2 separate regions of the Rattus norvegicus genome follow, and region 1 is linked to region 2. A link is a contact called in public Hi-C data. All regions are on one chromosome and are shown on one strand. The core of a region is the stretch at or near the end of the contact, and the rest is flanking DNA. Distances in the headings are between cores, read along the strand shown. Region 1 holds the start of Foxo3 (forkhead box O3). Region 2 has its middle 32 kb from the start of Trnas-aga.

Region 1 (6,435 bases), core at 1,292-3,791, 170 kb before region 2:
TCCACAAACTCTTATAATGCCGCACATTTTTGCATGCTCTTAGGATATGCATTGTGTAAAAGAACACAGCGTGTTTACAGTAAAAACCTAATGGTTCAGAGCGAGCCAGTGTTAACATATTCTTTTTACTTTTGCGGGACTGTACTCTAATGGGACGAACTGCTTAGACTTGCAGATGCATAGCTTTCTTTCATGGCGTGTGTGTTTGTGTGTGTGTGTGTGTGAAAAACAGTGAGTGAAGTCTTTGGGGTTTGCGTTGCACACTGCAAAGCGTCGGTTCTGGGCATAGAGCCCAACACCAGATTCCGGGTAATAAACCCTAACCTCTTTGCGTAAATCTCCACCCATTTAGGGGTACAGGCACTGGAAGCCGAATTTGCGATCCCTCATTGCCAGGCTGTTAATCAAAATCAAGTTCCGGGCTTCTTAGCGGAGCAGATTCCAAAGGACAGGGGTGGGTCCTAAGGTAGATAGCAACCCTAGAAGGCAGAATTCCTCTCTTCAGCTTCCCTTTCCCAAGACAAGCCGAGGCGACGGAACTGTATTTACTCGTAAATGGGCCGAGCCATGCAGCCCGAAGGACTGGGGATACTTGGAGCAAGGGCACAGACCACGCAGAGTCCACCTCGTGGTCCAGGTGGGTGCACTGGAGTGTACCTAAGGCTGTGGCTTTGTTCTGGCGAAGGCAGGAGCCCCAAGAGCACGCGAGAGAGGCAGCGCTTTTCGTTCGGCGCCCTTGGTCTCCGCAGCTGCTTAGGTAGCGCGAGAATCTCGCCGTCCAGATGCGTGGCCGGAACCTCCGGGCTACGCGGGAAGCGCGTTACGAGCCAGCCGGGCTGCCTCGCAAACAGTGCCCGGGGAGGCTGCGGCAGCGCGGGCCTCACCCCGTCCCTCCGCCGACGCGGGCGGCCCCACGCGCCCGCCAGCCTCACATTCCATTTCGAAAATAACACACACGTGTGCTGGTAAACAAGCGCGCCAGCCGCGGAGGCTGCGCGTCCTGGGCGAGCCTGAGCAACGCGCCCCCTCCTCCCGCACGTGCCGCCAGGCTCCGCCCACGGGCTTCTGCGTAGCCAGGCCCCGCCCAGCCCGCCAGGCTCCGCCCAGCCCATCTCTCCTGGGCCCTGGGGTCCTAACGCCCGCTACCCTATCAGGCTGACCTCGCCGAGGTTCTGCAAGTTTCTTGCCCTGATGGAGCGTGGCCGCCCAGGTCCGCTCCCTACCTCCTTTCCCTCCTCCCCGCACAGTCCTCCTCTAGTCCTCCGGTCACCTGCGCGCCGAAGGCTGCGTCCCGGAGCGCCTTCGCTCTCCCTCCCCTCTGTCCTTCCAATTTTACTCGATTGTTTATTATTTGCTGGGGGCGGGGGCGAAGGGGAGAGAGAGGGGCGTCTGGAGCCCGGAGACTAGCGGCGGCGGCCAGTCAGCGCTCGGCGTGGCTTGACGAGGAAGCCGCGCAGCGAATGGCGACGCGGCGCAGGGCTCCGGGGTCACGCGCGTGTAGAGACAATGACATCATCTGTTTGTACCCGTCGAACTAGCTTGGTGCAGGGGCGGGGCCCCACGTCACTTGAGTGACGGGCCGCGCGTAAAGCCTGGAGGCCGGAGTTTCGGGGTGGGCGGCCCCTGCAGGCTCTTCTAGGCTGACTGTTTTGGGGTATAGGGTTGTCGCGGAGCCCAGACTTTAGCTGCAGTGACTGAGAGGGTTTTGTTTTGAAAGATACCTATGAATCAAAATGGGGAGATTTTTGGTTATGCATGTCGCATGTGGCGCAGGAAAGCACACCCGTACGGCCTAGTGGCACGGATCCTGGGGTAAGGGAATGTGAAGGCGCCAGTTGAAGTCTAAAGACTTGAAAAAGTCAAGCACGTAGCCGGCTGCTTTATCCTAAGAAAACTGTTGCCCGCTTCCAGTTAGGTATCTGCTGCTTCTGCGTTTAGACTGGGGCGCACTGCACTTTTCCTCCTGAGCTACGCTTTTCCGGTTTGCCTTCAAATCCGTGAAAAAGCGAAGCACGACTGTCGCTGGGCGTCCCAGGTGAGGGTCCAGTCCACACCTTTTGGTGCCTGATGAAAGGCACCGCTATCTTCGCCGGCCAGTGTTTCCACGCCAAGGTAACCCCTGTCACCTGCGGCTGGCGTCTTATCTCGGGTGTTACCTGGTGTCAGGTTCTAATGAGGAACCCAATACTGGGGCGGGCTCCGACCCCACGCACCCACGGGCAGGCCGGGGACCCAAGAGGCAAACGCAGGGCCCGAGGCAGAGAGGGCGCGCGGCGGCGCCCAGCGGTGTGCTCCGACTTGGCCTCCCGTCCCGGGCCAGCGTGGGCTGCTGCGATTCCAGAGTGTGTGACCCGGGCACCGAGGGCTGCCGGAGCCCGGCCGAGTCCCGACCCGCGCGCCCGACCCCCACTCCCGCAGCCCCGCGCAGGCGCGAGTGCGCACACACGCGCACTCCCACACGCACGCACAGCAGCACTCCCGGCCCCCGCCCCAGCCCTCCCCCTGGGCGGGGACCCGCCCCGCCGTCAGCCTAGGTTGAGGCTCCCTGCGAGTGTCTATAACTTTGTGCTGCTGCCGCGGCCGCCCTGCTCGTGGAAGGGAGGAGGAGGAATGTGGAAGGCGGCGGCGCAGCACAGGCTGACAGGCGGTTCCTCCGGCGGGCTGCGGCGGCGGCCCGAGCGTCCCCTCGTCGCGGTGCCCTGGGCTCGCGCGGAATCGTACGCCCTCCCGCCTCGTCCCTGAAGGGAAGGAGCCGAGGTAGGCGCTGGAGCTGTGCAGCGGGGCGGCCGCCTTTCCAGTGACTCCGGATCTGTTTCCGAGCTGGGCCAGGCGCTTCCCTTTCCCTCCCCGTGACTCGGTGTGCTCTCCCCCTTCTCTCCCGCTAGTGTCTTTAAAGGACTTGAGGGAAGGGGGGAACTGTCAAGATGGCAGCAGCGGGAGCAAGGAGGTGATGAACGTGCTGGTCCGGGTTTTCTTGCAGTCCGAGAGATTTGGCGCTTCCCGACCTGTTGGAAGATTTATGTTCCCACTTGCTTCCTCCTTCCCGTTTCTGACCTGGAAGGGGGCGGAGGGCCCCACGTCCCCGCGAAAATACACCTCAGATCTTCTTAGCGGGTCCTGCGGGGTCGGTCCTCTCTCGTTGGAAGTCACCCTGGCAGGTCTGCACCCAGACCCCACGCTCGCCCTGCTGGTCCGCGGGTGGAGAGGAAAAGACGGGAGTTGCCTGCGCCAGCCCTAGGGGGCCACTGGTCTGGGAGGGGTGTGCAGCGGGGGGAGGAGGAGGCTCGCAGGGCCGGGGAACCGGAGAAGAGCCCAGGACTCTGCTGACTTCGGCTGCGCCTCCGCGGGAGGCACTTGAGCGGGCGGGAGCCAAACGTAAACAAACGCACGCACGCCCTCCGACCACTGCTGTGCTGTTGGGGTCGGGAGGCCGCCCACTCTCTCAGGCGCGCGGCCACCCTTCCCCCGGGGCACCCCTCCCCCCTCCGCCCCGCCACCCAGCCCGGGAGAGACCTGCCGTTCTGGCGACGGCAGCGGGGGAGGGGGCTGCCCCGCGCGCGGCCGTCGATTCGCTCGCGTCTCCGGGGCGGCCTGTCCAGGGGGCGGCGTCTGCTGCGCCAGGTTCGCGGGACGCACGTCCCCAGGTCTATCCGTTCTAGGTGGCGGCCGCGGGCGAGGAGTCTCCGTGGACTAGGCTCCTGCACGGGATAACCAACTCTCTCTTCGCGCTTCCCTAGGTAGCTGGAGCTCGAGCCTTCGCGGCGCCCTGTCCCTCCCCCGCCGCACCCAGCCTGGGCGCGAGAGGAGAGAGCAAGAGCCCAAGCCGCGGGCGGCGGGCAGGCAGCGAAGATGGCAGAGGCACCAGCCTCCCCGGTCCCGCTCTCTCCGCTCGAAGTGGAGCTGGACCCAGAGTTCGAGCCACAGAGTCGGCCACGCTCCTGTACGTGGCCCCTGCAGAGGCCGGAGCTGCAGGCGAGCCCGGCCAAGCCCTCGGGGGAGACGGCGGCAGACTCCATGATCCCCGAGGAGGACGACGATGAAGACGACGAGGACAGCGGCGGCCGAGGCAGCTCGGCCATGGTGATCGGTGGCGGCGTGAGCAGTGCGCTGGGCTCCGGGCTGCTCCTCGAAGATTCGGCCAGGCTGCTGTCTCCCGGAGGGCAGGACCTCGGGACGGGGCCAGCGTCCTCCGCAGGCGCGCTGAGTGGGGGCACGCAGACGCAGCTGCAGCCTCAGCAGCCACTGCCACCGCCGCAGCCGGGGGCGGCTGGGGGCTCTGGGCAACCGAGGAAATGCTCCTCGCGGCGGAATGCCTGGGGGAACCTGTCCTACGCTGACCTGATCACCCGCGCCATCGAGAGCTCCCCGGACAAACGGCTCACTTTGTCCCAGATCTACGAGTGGATGGTGCGCTGTGTGCCCTACTTCAAGGATAAGGGCGACAGCAACAGCTCTGCGGGCTGGAAGGTGCGTGCCTATCAGGGGCTGGCGGCCGGACCTGCCAGGCCTACTCAGCGCCAAGCGCGTATGGAAGCGGTCGGTTTGCCAACGCCCGGAGAGGGTTGCAGAGGAGCTTATGTTGTGAGGCTTTGGGGAAGGGGATTCTTTTCACTTCTACAGGAGGGAAGCCTGGGGATGGCCTCCGTGGGAAGGGAGGGCCCTGGGCAAGCTTTGGGCATGCCCAGGTGAGGAGGCTGTGCGCAACGCACACTAAGGAGAAAGGACCAAGACGTTTGTATTTGCTGGATTACCCCAACTGCGGGGAGGAGGTAGATCCGCGGCCAACTTTGGAATACAGGGGGTGGATGCACCGAGGACAGTGTAGGTGGAGGGAAGGTGTGTGTGTGTGTGTGTGTGTGTGTGTGTGTGTGTGTGTGTATGGTGTTTGGGACTGCGTTCAAGTCCTGGTATCAAGACTGATACCAGGAAACTGAGTGAGGCTCTTGGGGTTCAACTTGTGCTTGTGGGTGTTGACACCAACAGGCAAATCGATCCCATTAGAAAAAGCAACGATTGCGGACTGTTCTGGCCGGCTCTCGCCTTTCCTCACAAACCTTTACTCTTTAGAGATGTCACTCCAGCAAGCCTGCCAGCAGGTAGCCTCTGAAATGCTCTGGGGCTTGGAACAGGTCGGGTTTGTCATCTAAGGGTGTACTGGCTACACCTGCTGCTCCGGTGGAGGTCTATGCTGCCTCTGGCAACGTTTGAGGCGGGAGTCACGTGTCGGGGACTCCGTCTGAGCTTTACCTGTGTGGGAGGGAGGGAGGGCTGATAGCAGGGTTGGGCCATAATGGCTTCTGTCTATAAAGGAGCCAGAGGAGAGACTCTTCTGTTCCCTTTCAGCCTCTTGGGGCACCTGACACGTGGTAGGGAGAGAGGTGAGGAAAGGCCTATGATGTAATGACTTCCTGCAGTTGGGCATCCAAAGAGATTGACTCCTGGTCCCCTGCTGGGCTGTCCTGCCCTTCTGGGCACCTCTAGGCCCATTCCCCTGAAAGCAGCCACAGGCTCCCACATCTCTGAAGCTAAGTCACTTGGCAGTTGCTCCTGTTTGCCGTTTTCTTCCTTTTCCTACCTCACTGTTTCTTGGTGTATAAATTAGAGCAGTTTATCTTTCCAGAGACCCGAAATTAAACCCACGGAAGAGCCCTGCAGATAAAGTGACTTGAAAAAAGAGGGTCTAGTACGGAACAGCCTTGCGTGGATGGTTTACAAGCAAAACTGTGTGCTTCGTTGCCATCCCACATTTCAGAAGGTACAGATGCTGATGTTACAAGCTGAGAGTTGATTTAATTTTACTGATTTCCAAAGGGATGGCACATGTACGAGGTTAGGGTGGTTCACAGAAAGGACGGACCAGGCTTCTGTTTGGAAGTGTTGCTAACGAGATAGCTTTGGAAGCTGCTTCGAAGCAGACAGAAGGGGTTTACGGCAGTGTGCATCATCTGGAAGGGGTGTGTAGAATTGGGCAAAATGCATTTGGTAGCTTGGAATATTTTTCACCAGTTTCACACTTGAAATTAAATCCGACATATTTGAATTTGCTATAGGAGGCTACTCAACTTTACAAGTTAGCATAGGAAAGGGTTTTGACATTTCCTAATATATGTCTGTGCATATAATATATAATATATATTAGAGTGGGGAGAGGGAGAGAGAAAGAGAGGGAGGGAGTGTGTGTGTGTGTGTGTGTGTGTGTGTGTGTGTGTGTGTGTCTGTGTGCCTGTGTGCCTGTGTGTCAGAGGACAACTTTTGGGAGTGGTTCCCTCCTTCCAACAAGTGGATCCTGGGAGTTGGACTCAGATTGTTAGGTTGGGTGGCAAGTCTCTTCACCCACTGAGCCATCTCACTGGCCCCTCTGATTGTTTTTAAGGATTACAAAAGTAACTTAATTCCATAAGCAGTGTTTCTTGTTATTATGCTTATAAAAATAAC
Region 2 (5,982 bases), core at 787-3,286:
CTGGCCAGTGACTTAACAGTTAGCCACTCAAGGTCAAAGCTGGGTTCAGGGATGTCCAGAGCAGTTTTAACTCCCCTGCACTGGGTGGACAGCTTAAGAAAAACACGCAATCTTCTCCCTGGTTGGGCATGGTAGAGCATGTGGGCCCTTCTTTGGCTTGGTGCACAAGAGGGAGAGAACTAATCAGTCTCAAAAGAGGTCAGCTCAGCTTTTGTCCAGTTTCCTTATAAAACTCACAGACAAAGGAAAATCGAGCTCTTTCCTCCCAGGGAAACCTCTAGCTTTCAGCAGTGTCTTTCATTTACCCCTTTATCCCTCCCCCAATGTCTCCCTGGCCTCTAGTTCTTTTGTTGTTTTGTTTCCTTTTTGTTTTGTTTGAAACAAGGTTTCTCTGTGTAGCCCTATCCTCTTTGTAGACCAGGCTGGCTTTGAATTTTATAGAGATCTACCGGCCTCTAGCTCTCAAGGGCTGGGGTTAAAGGTATATGCCACTACACCTGGTCCCCCACTCATTCTTAATAACGTTGGCTTTCACATCGCATACACCCATGAGAGTCCATGTCCCTACCTGCTTCCCTTTGCACGAGACACTGAATTCCAACTTCCAGGTTGATCTTTGACAACAGTTAAGTGTCCAGAAACTTGGGTCATGACTGGGCTGAGAGGTCCCACTGCAATTAAAAAGATAACAACAAAATCAAAAACCCTGCTTGCATCAGAAGTGTTCTTTTGAGGTTAGGGGGTGAGGTTAGGGGGTGTGGCCATGCTGGGTCCTGGTTAATGACCTGCTCCCCCCCATCCCCCACCTTCCCTATACCCCACCCCACCCCCCACCTTCCCTATACCCCACCCCCACCCCCCCAACCCCCACCCTTTGTCTGGAGACCTTGAGAGGCTATGACCTGGGCTGCTTTAGCCATAACATGCAGATGATACCCTCTCCCAGGGAAGAGTGTGAGAAGAAAATGCAAACAAGATAAGGAGGGTGTGCTCAGGAAATGGTGACTCACTGCCTTAGTAGGAGCTTTTCTGGAAGTACATTAAGAAAAAAAACCTGGGGGAGTTGGGGAAGGCACCAAGCTGGAGAGAGGCTTGGACACCCGAAAGCCTCACAGGGGAGGATGTGAGAATAGATCTAATAGTAACCAATCCCCACTCCTTCCCTCCTGCTTTTGCCTTGCAAGGCCCAGCATGGCTGCTGTATAGCTCTTGGGGTTGATACCCTCTCTTGAAGCCATGACCCCATACTTTCCAATCATGTTCTCATTCAGCTGGTTCTGCCCAGACTGGGTGTATACTCTCTCGGTCTGGTGAGTCATGAGTGTGACCAGGAGTCATATAGGACGGACTCGGCCGCTTGGTTCAGCCCTGTGGGTGTCAATGGGAGAAGGAGCAGGGCAGGTCCCAGGTGAGATGCCTTCTATAGTCCCCGTGGCAACATCAAGTAGGGTGATTGCCATTAGAGCCTCCTCCCTAGAGTCCTGCTTGACAGTCTTCCGGGATTCTCTGTGTGAGTTCTGTAGACGGTCATGGCTGGGCAAGGTGCCGTTCAAAGGGAACAAGGAGAGAGCTGTGGACTAGGTCATCTGGGGCCTGCAGGCTGGGAAGCCACTTGTGGTCCCTGAGGAAATACTGAGTGGAAACCGGGTTGCGTTTCTCACTGACAAGGGTGGGGACAAGTCATAGAAACCCACAAGCTGGCTCACACACAAAAGCAGTGGTTTCAGTTGCTTTTCTGGATCATTCCACCCTTCCTGTCATGCTTCCCTGGGAGTTCCCCCACTGTCCCCTGCTCCACTGAGAGAAGCCTGGTTCGTGAAGCTCCTGGTCTCCCTGGGGAAGAACAGGGGAGACACGAACTGTTTTCTAGCCTTCCTTTCTTCGCTTGAGTTTGCAGTCCCTGTGTATCCTCCAGCCTTCTGAGCTGTGGCAGGGAGCAGGTGTGGGGTTCCGCTTCATCCCTTAGGAGCCGACTTTATATGTGGAGAGGCTCCAACTCCATTCTGGAAGCCTGCAGCTCCTCTGAGGCCAGAGTACTGGGCAGACATCCCAGGGGCTGGGCTGGCCTGTTTGGGATCCTGGAGGTGGGGGTGGCTAGGTCAGGCTTTCTTCCCCAAGAGCTTTTGCAAAAAATTGGATGTTGTCATGGGTTGAAAGAGAAAGGGAACGACTCTGCCAGCCTAGTGGAGAAGGCTGCAACAGACCGGAAGCGGTCCCTTTCTGTCACCCCTCGTGGATCTCGGTCTTACTTTTCACTCTCAAGCACAAGTGGGCTGAGGCCCTAATGAGCACCTAAGGCCCATTTCCTATCTTGTGTGAGAGGCTGCTAATGGAAGGATATGTGAATTTTTTTTAAAAAAGGGAGCCAGATGGTGGTGGCACACGCCTTTAATCCCAGCATCAGGAGGCAGAGGCAGGCAGGTCACTGTGATCGAGGCTAGCCTGGTCTACAAAGTGAGTTCCAAGACAGCTAGGGCTACACAGAGTAACCCTGTATAGAGGGGGAAGACAGGGTGCAGAGGAAGCATGGGTGTGTGTGTGTGTGTGTGTGTGTGGTGGTGGTGGTGGTGGTGACATTCATGGTGGTGACATTCATGAGCCTTTTCCTTAGCTGCGCAAACTTGTGAGTTCTCTCTGGAAGGTTCAACTCTTAAGTATCAACCGTTAGAATCCACAAAGCTGGGCTCACTGGGTAAAAGCATTTGTTGCATGAGCATGAGGATTGAGTTCAAATCCCTTAGAACCAAGGAAAACCCCGGGGGCATGTCCGTACGCTCAATGGCCCTATGAGGGAGATGAGAGGCAGGGACCAAAGAACCCTGGGAACTCAGAGAGTGGCTGGGTAGTCCGGTGTACACGGTGGGGGAAAAAAACGACATAAGAGACCCCGTCTCAAACCAAGGTTGAAGGCTCGGACTAAGCCCCCGGTTTGTGAATGTGGAGTGTGGACTGTTCTCTATGGCTGCCCTGAACGCAGAAAGGGAGGGAGCGGAGGGAGCAGGGCGTCGTGATGAGATTGGATGGGGATGCTGAAGATGAGCAAAGGCGTTTATTGTGGCTCTGAAATCTGTGAACATATGGCAACGGCTGGAGGCACAGAATAGAAGTTGGAGACAAGCAGATGAAGGGGAAACTAGGCACTCTTATAACGCCCCTCCCCCCATCTCGCTTCTTGGCAAAATGGTGGCCGTCTGTGCTCCGGATTCTGAAGAAAGAAAGTACTGACAACATGACCCTTTTCGGCAACCCGCCCCTGTCCACCAGCTCAAGAGTCCCCATCGCCTGTAGCAGACACGAAGCTTTTGGCTGTGGATTTGAAACCTCTCTGCCCTTCTATGAGTTTGTAGGGTCTGGTAAAGTTCCGTTCTTTGTTTTACGAGGCTGATGGAGTGCCGGATGTGTTGGGAAGGCATTTGGGATCTGTGATGACGCTTAGGGTTTTAGGCCAGGAGCAGCACCCTACTTTCCTGTGATAAACACTAAGACCAAAAGCAACACGGGGAGGACAGGGTTTTTATTTTGGTTTACCACTTCCAGCCCATAATGAAGGGAAACCAGAACAGGAACTCAGGGCAGGAACTGAAGCACAAGGGGCTCCATTGGCTTGCTCAATCTCCTTTCTTACATAACTCAGAACGGCCTGCCCAGGGATGGCACTTCCCAGAGTGCACTGGGCTCTGCTCAATCACTAATGAAGAAAATGTCACACAGCCATGCCACAAGCCAAGCCGATGGAGGCTACCCCTCTTCCTAGATGACTCTAGCTAGTATCAGCTCGATGAAAATCTAACCAGCACAGGTGGCTTCTCCTGCCAATAGCAAGGGTCCTCTGCATGGCTAGGCCAATCCTCTCCTTATGACAGTCATCCCGAAAGCCTGCCCTCCTTGTTCCTGAAGGGTTTTATGGCCATGAACATCCTGTCTCTCCATGCCGAGGTTCATTTCTCAGACCCATTTACGAGCTAGCTCCTTCCATGCATGTTCTCTCTCTGCCAAATTGTAAGGTTCTGGTATCCAGCTCTATGTCATTGTCCTGTATCCCCTATCTAGCTCAGCAACGGCTATGTCTTGGCTGTCATATGCATTTGGCTTTTCATGTCTACTAAAAACAGACACCATGCTTTCTCACAGAGGATGAGGCCCCTGGCTCTCTCTTTCCAAGTCCTCTCCTTCCTGCCCAACTCATTCGAGATCCAGGAGTGCTGGGGTCCTAGATGTCAGATTCAAGGCTCCACTGAGGCTCTCCCAGATGCCTGGCATTTTGAATCAGAAGTTCTCACAGCAGGACCAGTCTGGGCAGCAGCAACGTGCCTAAGCAGATCTCTCGAAAGTCCCCTGCAGAGAGTACTGGCTTTCTAGCTGATTGCTTTCTGTCTTGGTAACACAGACCCAGCGGTACTGAAGCTGGTGTGTTTTCAGGGACTACTCCTCCCGCCTCTCTTGAAGATGAAAGTTGGACTTACTGGAGGCTGGGACTTCTAGGCAATCCCAGAAGTCATCTCTTCCACCCTCATTGCCTCCAGGTGGAACTGTCCGGGTAGACTGCGTCTATGAAGCAAAGACTAAAAGAACCAAAGGTTTCCTTGGGCCAGCGTCAGTGATGACCTATGCTTGCATTTCTCGTGACACACACATGGTGGCCAGAGGACAGCTTCTCTGCTTCCACCAGGTAGGTCCTGGGGATGGAGGAATTCAGGTTGTCCGGCTTGGGGGCAAGCGATTTGGCCTGTTGAGCCACCTCACCGGCCCCAGTTATGTGTCAGTTTTCTGCTCCAGTGACCAAAACTATTCCTCACTGAAGGAATGAGAGAGGGCGGCTGAGTCACTACCCACAGGCCTTACCGTGCAGTGTCCTCGGAAACATTTTCCCATTGACAAATCCGAAAGCCAATCTTCTCTGAGTTAAACCAGGTGTGATCCTGACCCTCCCTGCCCTCAGGGACTGTCACCTGATGTGGGTCCATCAGGACAAATGGGGCAGAGACTGCGGGCGTGGAGTTCAGAAGTCCTGTGATGACATCATAAGGTAATGATGACAGTGGGAACAGCTGCGGGGAGACAGATCACTTTACTTGCGGTGATTCAAGGATTACATAGTTTCAGGGACAGGGGTCAGAATATGCAAGATGGGCAAAGGTCACTGGCTGAAGGCTCTAAGTACCAAGATGCCTCATTAACATAGAAAGACATTCGAGGAATCTCAGGTGCTAACTGAACGGGTTTCCTGTCTGGAGAGAGGAAGTTGAGCCTGTAATCTTAACCTGTAAGCTGCAGGTAGAGGCAGTTAGGGATTTTCGAGCTCCTCTGACAAAGTCAGAGAAGAGGGAGCCCTGCTATTAAAGGGGGTTCTCCATTTTGCACGGAACCCAGTAGGCCATCTGGACAGTGGTAGGCTTCAACCCTAATTAGCAGGGTTTTCCCACAACAAGACTCTCTCTTTGGTGTGTCCAAATTTAACTTCCCCAGGGGAGGAGACATCCCAGGCCAATTGAGTTTTCCCCTAGAAACTGTTCGGGAAAGCAAGTCCTCTCCCTGCAGTCACTTGCAAAAGGGCAGCTGACACAGGCCACTTCATTCCACCCGTAAACTCTATTCTTTTTCACCCTCCCAGGGAGATCCATGTGTGTCCTCGCACCCCCCCATCCTCCACACACACTCACACACTCACACACTCACACTCACACGCTCACACTCACACACTCACACACTCACATGCTCACACTCACACGCTCACACGCTCACACTCACACGCTCACACGCTCACACTCACATGCTCACACTCACACACTCACACGCTCACACTCACACGCTCACACTCACACGCTCACACTCAGTCCCTTTCTCTGTGTTTATCTTTCCTGGGTCCATAGATTATAGCTTGGTTATCATTTATTTAATGTCCAATATCCAGATATCAGTGAATACATACCATATTTATCTTTCTGGGTTTGGATTGCCTCCCTTGAATTTTTTTCCCTAGTT

What was found. Hi-C and Micro-C count contacts between places; a contact is called where the count stands out from the background.
Region 1: a contact with region 2 is called in a Hi-C map of psoas muscle, with 2.2 times the contacts expected there. The contact joins the promoter of Foxo3 here to the enhancer-like site in region 2. A contact is called at or near these places in 2 of 12 Hi-C or Micro-C datasets (hepatocytes and psoas muscle) and 1 of 1 datasets of contacts at active chromatin or transcription factors (oligodendrocytes).

What each region holds. Positions count from the first base shown.
Region 1 is chr20:47,342,951-47,349,385 of GRCr8, reverse strand. Foxo3 (forkhead box O3) reads left to right here and starts at 2,541. Exons shown (of 4, transcript NM_001106395.1): 1 at 2,541-2,757; 2 at 3,738-4,467. The coding sequence starts at 3,850.
Region 2 is chr20:47,170,700-47,176,681 of GRCr8, reverse strand. No RefSeq gene overlaps it. Among named protein-coding and RNA genes, the nearest start is that of Trnas-aga, 32 kb to the left of the region's middle. Within about 2 kb of position 2,036, at least 31 of the 93 cell types and tissues checked have an H3K27ac peak or open chromatin away from gene starts, as enhancers often do.